Linked DNA regions of Mus musculus: regions 1 and 3 are each linked to region 2. Evidence: chromatin contacts called from public Hi-C and Micro-C data. All regions are on one chromosome and are shown on one strand. Each heading gives the region's core, a stretch centred on a gene start, on an enhancer-like site or on the middle of the called end of the contact. The rest is flanking DNA. Distances are from core to core; before and after follow the strand shown. Region 1 holds the start of Clpsl2 (colipase-like 2). Region 2 holds the start of Mapk13 (mitogen-activated protein kinase 13). Region 3 overlaps Srpk1 (serine/arginine-rich protein specific kinase 1).

Region 1 (4,175 bases), core at 1,167-3,666, 220 kb before region 2:
TAAGGTGGTTGGACAAACCAGGAAGACCCTATGCAGTGGTAGAAGAGTGGGTGTTCCACCAGGAGGCAGTAGAAACCAGTGATGGCTCACCACTAGCATTTATTAAAGACCAAAGAGAATAAAATAAAAATCCTGCAGAGCTGGGTGTGATGGCTCACCCCTGTAATCGAAATACTTGGGAGGCTGAGGCAGGAGGATTGCCATGAATTTGAAGCCAACCTGGACTACATAAAGAGTTCCAGGCCAGCCTGGGCTACAAAGTAGAACCCTATCTCAGCACAAACAAACAAACAAACAAACAAACCTCGACACCCCTTTAATCCCAGCACTCAGACAACAGAAGCAAGTGGAGCTCTGTGAGTTTGAAGCCAGCCACCTCTACATACCAAATTCCAGGCCAGCTGAGGCTATATGCTGAGAATCGATCTCTTTCCGCAGAGTCTTGCATGGAGGAGAGACACCTCAGGACATCGGTGTGTCTATGTCTCTGCCATCCTGGCTTGACATGTCTGTGGACGCAGAACCGTTTCTTTGGAATTTTACATGCAAAGCATTAGATTTGGAGGCACAACGAGCTGGGTTCAGTCCTTAGCACCATAGAAACGAGGCAAGGTGTCAAGCATCAAACTGGGTATGGAAGTCTGTGCCTGTGACCCCAGCACTCATAAGACAGATGCAGGAGTGAGTCTGTATGTGTGGTGTGAGTCTGTATGTGTGGGGTGTGTGTGTGTGTGTGTGTGTGTGTTTCTACCATGCTCCTCCTCTGGAGGTCAGAGGACAATTTGCAAGAGTTGATGTTCTCCTTTTACTATGTGGGGTCCTGGGGATTGAACTCAGGTCTTGAGGCTTGGTAGTAAACAACTTTACCCAGTGATCATTATCACAGTCTATGGAGTTCAAGACCAGCCTCCTGAGGGAATATAGGAGACTTTGATCTTAGAATAAACAATGATAACAAATGAGGTTTAAGCCGGGCGTGGTGGCGCATGCCTTAATCCCAGCACTCCGGAGGCAGAGGCAGGCGGATTTCTGAGTTCGAGGCCAGCCTGGTCTACAGAGTGAGTTCCAGGACAGCCAGGGCTATACAGAGAAACCCTGTCACAAAAAACAAAACAAAAACAAATGAGGTTTAATGCTAGTCTGGCTTGAATTCCTTACTCTTACCTCTTGGTAATGAAGGAAGGAACCTTCACTGGCAAAGGGGTTGGGTAGCAATGTGGTCAGACTCATGGGGGTAGGGGGAGGTAAGGACAAGGCTTGAGGTCAGAGAACGCATGCATCTAGCCCGCATATGAATAGCTTTAGTAGAACACTAGCTCCTGGCTTCCCTGAGGCTGTGTGAGTGTATCTCACCTGAACACAGAGGTTGCACAGAACTCTCTCTGGCCCTGCTGAGGAATTCCCCTGCCGTAGACCATCTTTCTAGAAATAGTACCCTGCTTTAGGAGTCAGGCTATGGAACAACATACCTGGCGACTCGGTAGGATTGTCAACCTGTGTCCAGGGGTGACTACAGGGGTTAAAGGTCAGCCAGGTCTGGAGACCAGCTGTGTCAGCTCAGGAAGCTTTCTGAGACCTGTGGGCCAGCACGGCCGGCAGAAGGGATGAGAACACACTGCATATTCCAGCCCTGCCCCGCCACAGGAATGTGTATAGGGACGGTGTGGGTGGCTCGAAGTTAGCACCAGCTGTCCTTCAAGTCTGCTGTCCTCGCAGATTAGGACAACCAGCCTCGTCCTGTATTTAGGGTCGCAGGCTAGAGTCCCTGGTCCCAATACTAGCCCCGTAGTAAATAGCTTTTCTCAGAGAAGCCACTGCAGCTGGGCTCCGGGTCCCAGCAAGCTTCCGCTAATAACCACCCTGATTCTCTGCTCTGCATTCCACTAGAGCTCACCCCACAACCCTGAGCTCACCCCCTCACCCTCCTGCCTCACCTTCATCCCATCTGCCCCTGCCCGGAAACCCCAGTCAAGTCTCCATTGTCTCCAAATGTCTCCCTCGTCTGCCTCAGGGATTCTTTGCCGCCCTAGGCACTTTGGGTAGGAACGTGCTATGGATCTCTTTCCCTCTAAGGGCCCTGGCCCTGGCCCCTTAGTGAGCTTGGCAGCTCTGCACCGCACACCCGACCCCCTTCAAACTCGCTACTCGGAGATGAGTAAAGAAAATATCTTTTCCTTCACAGTTTGAATTCTGTGTTTCAAAGTAGCCAGTATAAGGTCCGCGGGTTCTACAGCACAAATGCCCGGTTGGTCCAGAGCCTTTCCTCCCTCCAGCCCATCCAGAGGCTGCCAAAGCCTAGCCTGGGAATCAGCCGTCCTTGTCCCACATGCACTGAGCAGGACAGTCTGTGACCATCGGGCCCACGCTGGCTGGCTCCCACTCCCACAGCGACAGGGACTTATCCCCAGCCGGGTTCAGGGAGCTTGCGGCCACCCAGGCCATCATGGCATTCACTCAGGCCTTGGTCACCGTCCTGGCTTTGCTTGCTGGGACCCTGCCACACAGACACAGTGAAAACTCACCTCCCAAAAAGGTGAGCATTGCCCTTGACTTGCCCTGGGACGGAAAGGTGGGGACCGAGGGCTGTCGGATGCACACCCCGTCTGAAGTGGGGTAGGGATGGAGGTGGGGGTAGTGGGTATTGTAGGTGTACTTCACAGTCCTGGGCAGGTTTCATTTGCCTTTCCTGGACTGGAGACCATGCCCCTGGCCCAGCCCTCCTCTCTGCTCTCTCAGCCCTGGGCTCACCACCCCTCCCCCACTATCCCAAGCCCTCTCTACCTGCTGATTCTGGGGTTCCCATGCTCTCCTCCAAGACCTAGGGACCCTTCTAGATGCAAAGTCTTCCTCTCCCCTTTCTCCCTTCCATTTTTTTTAAAATTCTAAAGGTTCCTTCCTCCCTCCCTCCCTCCCTCCCTCCCTCCCTCCCCCCCTCCCTCCCTCTCCCCCTCCTATGTCCGTGCATGTGAGGCCAGAGACATCTATCTCAGTGGAGTCTGTTTTTTCCTCCCATCTTTACTCAGTCCCAGGAAGGGGGGAAATTGAACTCAGGTCGTCCAGCTTGCACAGCAAGCTCCTTTGCTGGCTGAGCCATATTGCCCCCTCTCTTCATGCCCATTAGCTATGGAATCCATACAGGTGAGGGGGCAGGATGCCCAGCTCCTGACTCTTTTTTTGTTTTTTGTTTATAAAGTTAGGTTTTTTTTTCCTAAGATTTATTTATTATTTCTTAAGTACACTGTAGCTGGCTTCAGAGCTCCCATAAGAGGGAGTCAGATCTCATTACAGATGGTTGTGAGCCACCACGTGGTTGCTGGGATTTGAACTCGGGACCTTTGGAAGAGCAGTCAGTGTGCTTAACCACCGAGCCATCTCACCAGCCTCCTCTTTCTTTCTTCCTTCCTTCCTTTCTTTCTTTCTTTCTTTCTCAGTCAAGTCCAGCTTCTAGGAGGGATACCCTGGGTGGGGGTCTGAGGTGACAATCTCATGGCTTTCCCTCGTGGACCCTGAGGTTCTTGGGCAATGCTGGGACCTCTGTCATCCTTCTGTAGACAAGAGCTAGTAACCAAGGGGCTATTTCTCCAGGCCAACGGAGACAAGTGTGTCCACCACACTCAGTGCTCCAGTGACTGTTGCCTCATAGACCTGGAGAGAAGCGGAGCCTTCTGCACCCCCAAGTCCCGCATAGGCATGGGGTGCTTGCCACAGGTGAGACACCCACAAGCAGGGAAAGAGTGGGGGAGGTTATAAAAAGAGACAGATGCCTCTGCTCCCCCACTCCCCAGCCCTCACCCCCACCTGCCTCTTCAGGTGCCCTGCCCCACTACCAACTACTATTCATCCTGCAGTCTCTCTTCTATGTGGTATTTTTACATCCTGGGCTGCCCCAAGGAAGGGGAACTTGCAAAGACTCATTGAGTCACATTCCCTGTCGTCCTGTCCCCCTTCCAGCGACTGTACATAGTAGGTGCTTGTTGCACACCAGATGAGAATCTTTTCCTTAACCTCTCTGAGGTGAGAAGGACGGGAGATACACCTACCTTGACCTAGTGCCCGTGACCTGGTTACCTGGGAGGGCTGCAGGGCTAGCTAGGACCTCAGCTTCCCAGCATCCAGGCTTACATCCTGGCTGCCCCAGCTCCTGCCTTTAGGACCTGCTCTGACCGTAGTCATTG
Region 2 (4,368 bases), core at 1,747-4,246:
CCCTCCTCCTCCCCCTCTGCCTCCAGTGACTCTGCTCACTGGATTGAAGGCAGCTCCCTCCCAGGCTGCCAGGCCACTGAGTCAACCCAAGCCCAGCAAGGCCCAAGGTGAGGGTCATTGCCAGCTGAGTCTAAGGCCCGAGTCATTTCCTGACCCTTGCTCAAGAGGAGCCGAGAGTGGCCAGCTGTGCTGTGCCGAGGGGGGGGGAGTGGGGGGGTGGCTCTCCTGGGCTCCTTACCTTTCTGAGTTCAGCTCTCCCATGTTACAGAGACTCTAGCCCTCTTTCTCCTCTCAAGCCAGGAGAGCGCATCTCTCAGGGCTAACTCTCAGTAGCCCATGACCAGCCATAGAGTCTGGCTTCCAGAAACATGGTTCCTTCATCCAGAACCGTCAACCCAAAGGGTCTCAAACTCCTACTGTCTGCCCCTCCTTTGTCTTCCCATGGGGTCTTGGGACCAGAAGAAAGATGGAGCAGGAAACGGGCTGAACTGAGAAGTCACATTCTTAGCAAGATTCCAACTGATTTGGAGACACCATTAAACCATTGTTCCAGGGACTACCATGCCAGCTTCCTTACCCCACTCTGCCCGTCTCCAGCCTTGTGACCTTTAGCTAATTACTTAAGCCCTCTGTGTCTGTTTGTCACCTCTCTGGCGAGGGTGCTCAGCCTGACTCACTGGCCTTCTGCCCTGGAGTGGAATATGTAAAACACACTAATGGTTGGCACATGGCAAGCACGTATGTTTATTAGATAATTTTTCATACCCAATGGGCTGACTCGGTCATTCTTAGACATTCTTTGATATGTTCTTAAGATGAGTAACACACAGATGCCCCGCCCAGAACATGTCTGTGGGGTTGTTCTCCCCAGTGGTCGCAGACCGTGTGGCTGCGTTTGGGGTCTGCAGACAGCTTGATGGGTCTCCCAGCTAGCACATGGCTCTCTTGTGAGCCTCTGTCCTCTGACCAATGAAGCAAGCTGGCTCCCTTCCCTTTCACAGAGAAGCCAGAGAGGGTGGGACATGTTCCAGGGCATGCATGACTGAAATTGAGAACAAAGTCTCCCTGGGACCACCCAAGACAACGCCATTCACGTGGCCTTAGAAATCAAGCAAAGATCTATACTCAGAATTAGACATTTACTCTGGAGGCAGAATCAGGGCAATATCTATGAGTAAAAGACCAGCCCAGTCTACATAGAAAGTCCCAGGCCAGCTAAGGTACATAGTGAGATACTGTCTTAAAAACCATCACCAGGGAGTGGGTGGGTAGGGGAGTGGGGGTGGGTGGGTAAGGGGGACTTTTGGTATAGCATTGGAAATGTAAATGAGCTAAATACCTAATAAAAAATGGAAAAAAAAAAAAAAAAAAAAAAAAAAAAAAAAAAAAAAAAAAAAACCATCACCAGCCAGGCTTGGTGGCACACACCTTTAATCCCAGCACTCGAGAAGCAGAGGCAGGTGGATTTCTGAGTTCGAGGCCAGCCTGGTCTACAAAGTGAGTTCCAGGACAGCCAGGGCTACACAGAGAAACCCTGCTCGAGAAAACAACAACAACAACAATAAAAACATCACCACCGGGCTGGAGAGATGGCTCAGCGGTTAAGAGAACTATCTGCTCTTCCAGAAGCCCTGAGTTCAATTCCCAGCAACCACTGTAATGGGATCCAATGCCCTCTTCTGGTGTGTCTGAAGACAGCTACAGTGTACTCATATACATAAAATAAATTAATCTTAAAAAGCTAAAAACAAAACAAAACCATCACCACCAGTATCAAACAAACTCCGGTGGATGTTTAAATCTTTGTGAACTCTGGGGACTGTAGAATTAGCAGCCGTCGACTCTGGGTGTAAGACAGCAAATCTCTCATGAGAAGAAGGATTGGATGCCTGGAGTTTGTTTCAGAAAAATGGGGAAGAGGAATAGAGTCTGAGCCCTGGTCAGTCGCTGAGCCTTAGGATCTGAGAGTCCTGCTTACTGAAAAGACAAGAGTCCTGGGGTCACAGGAGCTCATGTAGAACCCCATGAATTGTAGGGTTCTTGTGTTGTTGTTGTTGTTTGGGGATCTCCGGAGGGTTTTCTGGGAGGAGGGGTGTTGAGACAGAGTTTCTCTGTGTAGCCTTGGCTGTCCTGGAACTCTGTAGACCAGGCTGGCCTCAAACTCAGAAATCCACCTGCCTCTGCCTTCCAAGTGCTGGGATTAAAGGCGTGTGCACCACGATGCCTATTTTTGTTTATTTATTTGCTTATTTGTTTTGTTTAACTATGTGCATGATGACCTGGGTGCTGGAAGCCAAACTCAGGTCATCCTCAAGAGCGGTGCAGTCTCTAACCTGCTGAACAACCTCTCCATCTTTCTGTGGGGTCTCACTATGTAACCTATGCTGGTCTCCAGTTTACTGCGTAGTCAAGAATGACGTTATTTCTCTATCCTTCCTTCCTCCCTCCCTTCCTCCCTTCTTCTCCCCTTCCCTCTCTTCCCACCCTCTCTATCTCTCCCTCCTTTCTTCTATCCCTCTCTTCCTTCTCTGTTCATTCTCTGTATCTCTCCTCTCTAGTCTCTCCTCTCCCTTCTTCCTCAGGGTCTCACCTAGTCTGGCATTGAACTATGTACTGAACTGGACTCAAAATCGTAGCAATTCTCCTGTCTCTGCCTCTATCTCCTGTGTTGAGTACAGACCTGAGCCACCACGCCTTACATGTGAAGGGTATATTTCTTAAACTAGCCCAACTAGCAACAAGTTGAGCGCCCCCCCCCCCGCGCCCTAACCCCATTCCCAACTCTTCCTACAGTCTCTAGGCAGCCTCGCAGGCACCCCTTTCCCGCAGGGCACCCCCCTCCTCCCTCAGCACCTGCAGCAGGTGGCTGGTGGGGCCTGGGGCGTTCGCCGGTGATGGGCGGAGTCCGGAGCGCGGGCGAGCGGTGGGCGGGCCGGGGCGGGAACGTACCTGGGCGAGGCGGCAGGTGCGCCGCCCCACGGGGGAGGAGCGGGCGCGGGGCGGGAGGGGACCGCGGCGGGACACCCGGGCCGGGAGCCCGCGGGCAGCCACCGCAACCTCCTCGCAGGACCGCCACCACGGGGTCCGGGATGAGCCTCACTCGGAAAAGGGGCTTCTACAAGCAGGACATCAACAAGACTGCCTGGGAGCTACCCAAGACCTACCTGGCGCCCGCGCACGTCGGCAGCGGGGCCTATGGAGCGGTGTGGTGAGACCCGGGGACCCCAGGAATCAGAGGAGCCACGGGCCACCCCTCGGCAGCCTCCCCGAGTGAGCCCGGTGGCAGTGGGGCCCCTGTGGGTTGAGTCGCTGGCGAATCTGGTTCTCCAAGGCTGTAACTTTTTAAAAGGGATCTCGGAGTTCGTGGGACAGATCCCTGCGGTTGCAGATGAGGCCCCAAGAGGGGAACTTGCCAAATCGCAGAGCAGGGACTCCTGGCCTGCTCTGCATCCTGTCAGCAAGAACTGCTTCTCTCCTTGCTCTGCCGCCCCTTCCTTGGCGTCGCCCCCTACTCACACACACTCTCTCTCTCTCTCTCTCTCTCTCTCTCTCTCTCTCTCTCTCTCTTTCTGCTGGTCTCCGGCCAGCCTGGGGAGCACAGAATGGGGGTGGCCTAGGACAGGGCTGGAGGGATCTCCAGTTTAGGCCCTTTGCGCCGCCCCTCCCCCTCACCTGCCTGTGACCCCGCAGCTCGGCCATCGACAAGCGGACAGGGGAGAAGGTGGCCATCAAGAAGCTGAGCCGGCCCTTCCAGTCGGAGATCTTTGCCAAGCGCGCTTACCGCGAGCTTCTGCTCTTGAAGCACATGCACCATGAGAACGTAGGCTGCCTCGGGGTGTGGATGTGCCGGGGATCGGAGGGCAGGGAGAGGGGCCCAGGAGGGGCCTGCCCAGGGTCGTGCGCGCAGGGCCAGGAGAAAGAACTTCCTCTGCTCCACCCTGGTTTCTCAGCTCTCTAAGGAGAGCCCAATGAGAAGATGCCAGGGCCTGCCCAGCTCGCTTCCCAGAAAACACACAACCTTTTCTTGATTGTGAGGAGGAAGTAGGCACAGGGGAGCTTCGCGATTGGTTCTGTGAGGACTCCAGTCCGATGAGCCTGGGCACTTGAGCTAAAGCTGCCTCCATTCTGGCCACTCTAAGTCTAACAATAAATACTGAGTATTTAATGCATGCGGGGGTGGGGGCTGGCTAACTTTTATAATCCTCTCCGTAACACATGCCAAGGCACAGAAAGGTTTCCCCGGTTCTGCAGCGGCAGAGCTGAGGTTGGAAGGGGCGGGAGGCAGAGCCTGGTGCCTGACCATTTGACCATCCTGTCTGATGGAAACAGACCCCGTGACCCAGCTCTGGGCCAGGCAGAAGGGCTAGG
Region 3 (4,033 bases), core at 1,194-3,693, 180 kb before region 2:
TTAAAGTTTCTTTTTTTTTGTTTGTTTTGTTTGTTTGATTGTTTTGTTTGTTTTTTCGAGACAGGGTTTTTCTGTGTAGCCCTGGCTGTCCTGGAACTCACTTTGTAGACCAGGCTGGCCTCGAACTCAGAAATCCACCTGCCTCTGCCTCCCAAATGCTGGGATTAAAGGCGTGTGCCACCACACCCGGCTCAAACCTTAAAGTTTAAAGAGATAATAAAAAGCCTAAATGGCCAATAAATCCACTAAGAAGTTTTGATTTCCCCAGTCCTCCAACATGGTAATTAAAGCAGGACATGGGACATGCCCTCTTCTGGAAACTAATCAGGCACAGCTGGAAACCCAGCACAGTTAGCCAGACCAAGGCTGAGAATGCAGCTCGGAGGCCAAGTTCTAGCCTAGCACATGCCAAGGCCCCAGATGTGATATTGTAGAGATCACTACAGGCCTTTCAAAGCTGTCCTCAACAGCCTACCCCTTCTTGGATGATACCAGAGACCTTAAAGCCACGCTTCCCCTGATTGCTGAGGTGCTCCATCTCTTAGGAATTCACCACAGTGCAAGGAGCAAGTTAGGCATGTAAATAACACACACACACACACACACAACCCCGCAACACTGCCTCCATCCTGCCAGTGGCTCTTAGCTGGAAATTTCTTGTATGTTGGGACCAGTCATTTGTCAGACAGACAGGGTAAACCGAATCCTTCCCAAGCGGATGGACGGCTGTGGGAAGAACGTGGGTCCAAGTGCACACCTGTGAGGAAGCCACATTGGCACTAGCAGTGTTCACTGTCTGGGGCAGGGTCTCCCTGAACCGTAAGCTCCATAGACTCAGCTAAGGGCTAGCCAGCAAGTCTCAGGAATCCTGTTCCCACCCCACAAAGTTGTCACGCTTCTGTATTCTCACACCTGGCCTTTTACGGCAGTGTTCATGTGGTAAATAATCACTGTCTTGAGCCATATCCCCAGCTCCTGAATTGGGGAAAGTTTTCTTACAATTTTTCAAATTACACGTTAATGCCACAATTAAAGAGCTTAGAAACAAGCCGGGCGTGGTGGCACACGCCTTTAATCCCAGCACTAGGGAGGCAGAGGCAGGCGGATTTCTGAGTTCAAGGCCAGCCTGGGCTACACAGAGAAACCCCGTCTCGAAAAACAAAACAAACAAACAAAAAAAAAAAAAGAGAGAAAAGGAAAAAGAGTTAGAGAAACAAAATTACAACCCCCACAAAGGTCAATACCTATGCTACTGTTTCATTGCATATTTAGTTAACTGCTTGGGCAACAAAGAAACCAAACTTGTGGAACCAAGCAGGTTATTAAATACTCTGTTTATTGATCTGCATTTGTGAGGACACAAACATCGCACTCAGTAGAAAGAATATAAAACGTATCAGGGCCTCGGGGGGCCTTATCTTTAACCAGGAGCCAACAGCAGTCCATCAGGGAGACCTGGCCTCTATGGCACCAACTGCTCGGCCAAGCTCAGGAGCCCACAGAAGGGCAGCTTTTGCGCCTGTCTCCTTCCACTCTCCCAGGTTCTCTGGCTCCTCAAGCAGCAAGGAGAAAGCCCTTATCTGGTGGGACTTATGTCTGGAATGAGGTTCCAGGTTCTACCCCCATTAAAATTTCCCATGGAGTCAATGATTAAAACAGACCTGCTGTTGGCTTGTGTTTCTTGGTTAGGTCACCTTAATGTCACTAGGATTTCTATAATCCCACAACTGAGATTTGCTGAGAAGGAGTTTCAGGTAGGTCTGCTATTGCTTTAGATGTCAATACAGTTGACAACCCAGAGTGGATTAAAACTGCTGTAAGATTTCCCTGCCGTTATGTGATGTCATCTGCTCTCTTTATTCTTGATAGGTGCATAGATAACCTGACTTAAAACTCTTTCTACAGGAACAAGTCTGGTTCCAGATAACCAAGCATGAGCCAATGAATGGCTGGCCAGTTCCTCAGGTGAAGTTGATGAGTTACAGGAAGCTGCTTGCTGGTGAGCCAATCATGAGGGTGACTCTCCAGTCTTCCACACAGGAAGGAGGCAGTGGTGCGTTTCAGTGAGCTTGCTTAGGGGAGCCTAGGCTTGCGACTCTGGCTTTCTCCAAGTTAGAAACTGAGCTGTTTCCAGAGTGCTATAATCAAGACCCACTTGGTCCTTGCTAAAATCTGCAAGCAGCTGTCACGTGACCCCAATCCTGTCCTTCTGATGCGTGCACGCTTCACCCCAGGAACATGTAATGTTTAGGTAATCAAGTCTATGAGGGGCCAAGCCTAAAACAAAGTTCACAAAGCCTTTTTGCATTAAGAAGAAAAAGCCTCAAGTACATTTCAATCATCTCAAAATTGATGTTTAAAAACAAAACAGAAACCTTACATTATACAAGGAAATAGCAGCATAGGATGACTCATGTCAAAACCAACAGGAAAACGATTGAGAAAAGTGCCAGCCTCTCCTCCCCTTGGCTCCTCACCCAGGATCTCAAAGGCCTCTGAGAAATGAGAACAGCACAGCCACATGGAGAAACTGAGTCAAGGCCAGAATTCTAGGCAAGGCAGGAAAGCTGTGGATGGAAGCAGAGCTGTCTGGGAAGGCCTTGGAATGTGGGAGGGAACACTCCCTGAACAGGGCAGCTCAGAAACCTTCGTCTCCTGTCTGGATCACCCCAAAGCTCGTTACAAGACAGTCAGTCCATTCAAGCTGAGCAGGCAAAGCTCCAGGAGGGCCTTCTAAATGGGAGGACAGACTGAAATGACTGTTCTTACGGCAACACAGGACACAGAAAAGGACTATTTCACAACACCTGAGGCTCCCAGTAACTGAAATTCACTGGTTCTCTTTTGTCTACATTAAAAACCAGACTCAGCTGGGCGTGGTGGCACACGCCTTTAATCCCAGCACTTGAGAGGCAGAGGCAGGCGGATTTCTGAGTTCGAGGCCAGCCTGGTCTACAAAGTGAGTTCCAGGACAGCCAGGACTACACAGAGAAATCCTGTCTCGAAAAATCAAAACAAAAAAACCAAAAAAAAAAAAAAAAAAAAAAAACAACAAAAAAAACAAAAACCAAAAAAAAAAAAAAAAAAAAAAAAAAAACAAAAACAACAGACTCAAGATTCCAGGAACTTAGTTGTGAGAAGATGAGAGGGATCCAACAATACTTTCAACAGTGATAAAATGGTACCCAAACTGGTTGCTCATCGAAAAATGTAGCATAAAAGTCGCAGGAAAAAAATGTGAGCATAGAAACCACAGATAGAATCCAGGAAGATGATGCAGCCTGGATACAGCGCATTTAATGTCTCTGCTGTTCACAGAATCCACAGCCCTCCCCTCCTCAATCTTGTGCTGGCGGCGGATGTGCACGAGAAAGTGTGACTCTCAGAGTCAGTGAATAAAGAGGATGGATGGGCTCACAGATCTTCACAGCTCTTCTTAGAAAGGGCACTGACAACCTAATAAGATGGCAGGGCAGAGGGTGAGGCTGTTCACACTTTTAGTCTTTGGCAGAGCCCAACCAAGGCCAAATTCACCTAGGATGCCCAATGGCCGTGGGAATTTCCACAGGATCAAGGAAGCAAACCCAAATGAACATGTTGGTTTAAAAAAAAAATAGAAACCCTTGAAAGAAAGAGCTTTGCCCTGAAAAAGGAGAGGGAAGTTTGAGGGGTGGGCTGGAGGGAAGGTCCATATGATGAGCTCTGCTGCAGTGGCAGGACTGGCTTAGGAGTTTAGCCAAGGATGCCGGAGACACTCAGCAGCAGTGGCTCTCTTCTCAGGCATAAGCTCCAACATGGGCAGCAGGAAATCTGTGAAGCCGGCAGCCTCCTCCTGAGGCCACTCATATTTCTCCACCAGAACCTCCAGAAGACCCCAAGGCTTCAACTTGGTGATGTGCTTCAGGTCACCTGTGGGAGACAGCACAGGCTCAGACAGTCCCCACCTCTCATGGTGTGTTCAGGCATCCCAATGGCTCAACCTTCTACAGCTCAATACTCTAGCTGCTTCAAAATGAGGCAATGATTTACAAAT

What was found. A called contact is a pair of places that touch in the nucleus more often than the background predicts.
Region 1: a contact with region 2 is called in a Micro-C map of embryonic stem cells, with 2.2 times the contacts expected there. The contact joins the promoter of Clpsl2 here to the promoter of Mapk13 in region 2. A contact is called at or near these places in 2 of 39 promoter capture datasets (hematopoietic stem and progenitor cells and trophoblast stem cells), 5 of 484 Hi-C or Micro-C datasets (embryonic stem cells and liver), 2 of 115 datasets of contacts at active chromatin or transcription factors (both in embryonic stem cells) and 1 of 9 other capture datasets (adipose tissue).
Region 3: a Hi-C map of CD8 T cells shows a contact between it and region 2, with 1.9 times the contacts expected there. The contact joins the enhancer-like site here to the promoter of Mapk13 in region 2. A contact is called at or near these places in 2 of 39 promoter capture datasets (liver and neural stem cells), 2 of 484 Hi-C or Micro-C datasets (CD8 T cells and group 2 innate lymphoid cells), 2 of 115 datasets of contacts at active chromatin or transcription factors (embryonic stem cells and pancreatic cancer cells) and 1 of 9 other capture datasets (adipose tissue).

Annotation. Positions count from the first base shown.
Region 1 is chr17:28,547,071-28,551,245 of GRCm38.p6, forward strand. It overlaps Clpsl2 (colipase-like 2), which reads left to right and starts at 2,417. Exons shown (of 3, transcript NM_001034871.2): 1 at 2,417-2,533; 2 at 3,586-3,708. The coding sequence starts at 2,444.
Region 2 is chr17:28,766,321-28,770,688 of GRCm38.p6, forward strand. Mapk13 (mitogen-activated protein kinase 13) reads left to right here and starts at 2,997. Exons shown (of 12, transcript NM_011950.2): 1 at 2,997-3,208; 2 at 3,691-3,820. The coding sequence starts at 3,090.
Region 3 is chr17:28,586,333-28,590,365 of GRCm38.p6, forward strand. It overlaps Srpk1 (serine/arginine-rich protein specific kinase 1), which reads right to left. Exons shown (of 16, transcript NM_016795.4): 16 at 3,256-3,909. The coding sequence ends at 3,725. Among named protein-coding and RNA genes, the nearest start is that of Lhfpl5, 13 kb to the left of the region's middle. Within about 2 kb of position 2,444, at least 27 of the 459 cell types and tissues checked have an H3K27ac peak or open chromatin away from gene starts, as enhancers often do. A contact at or near this core is called in CD8 T cells and embryonic stem cells, where this site is marked.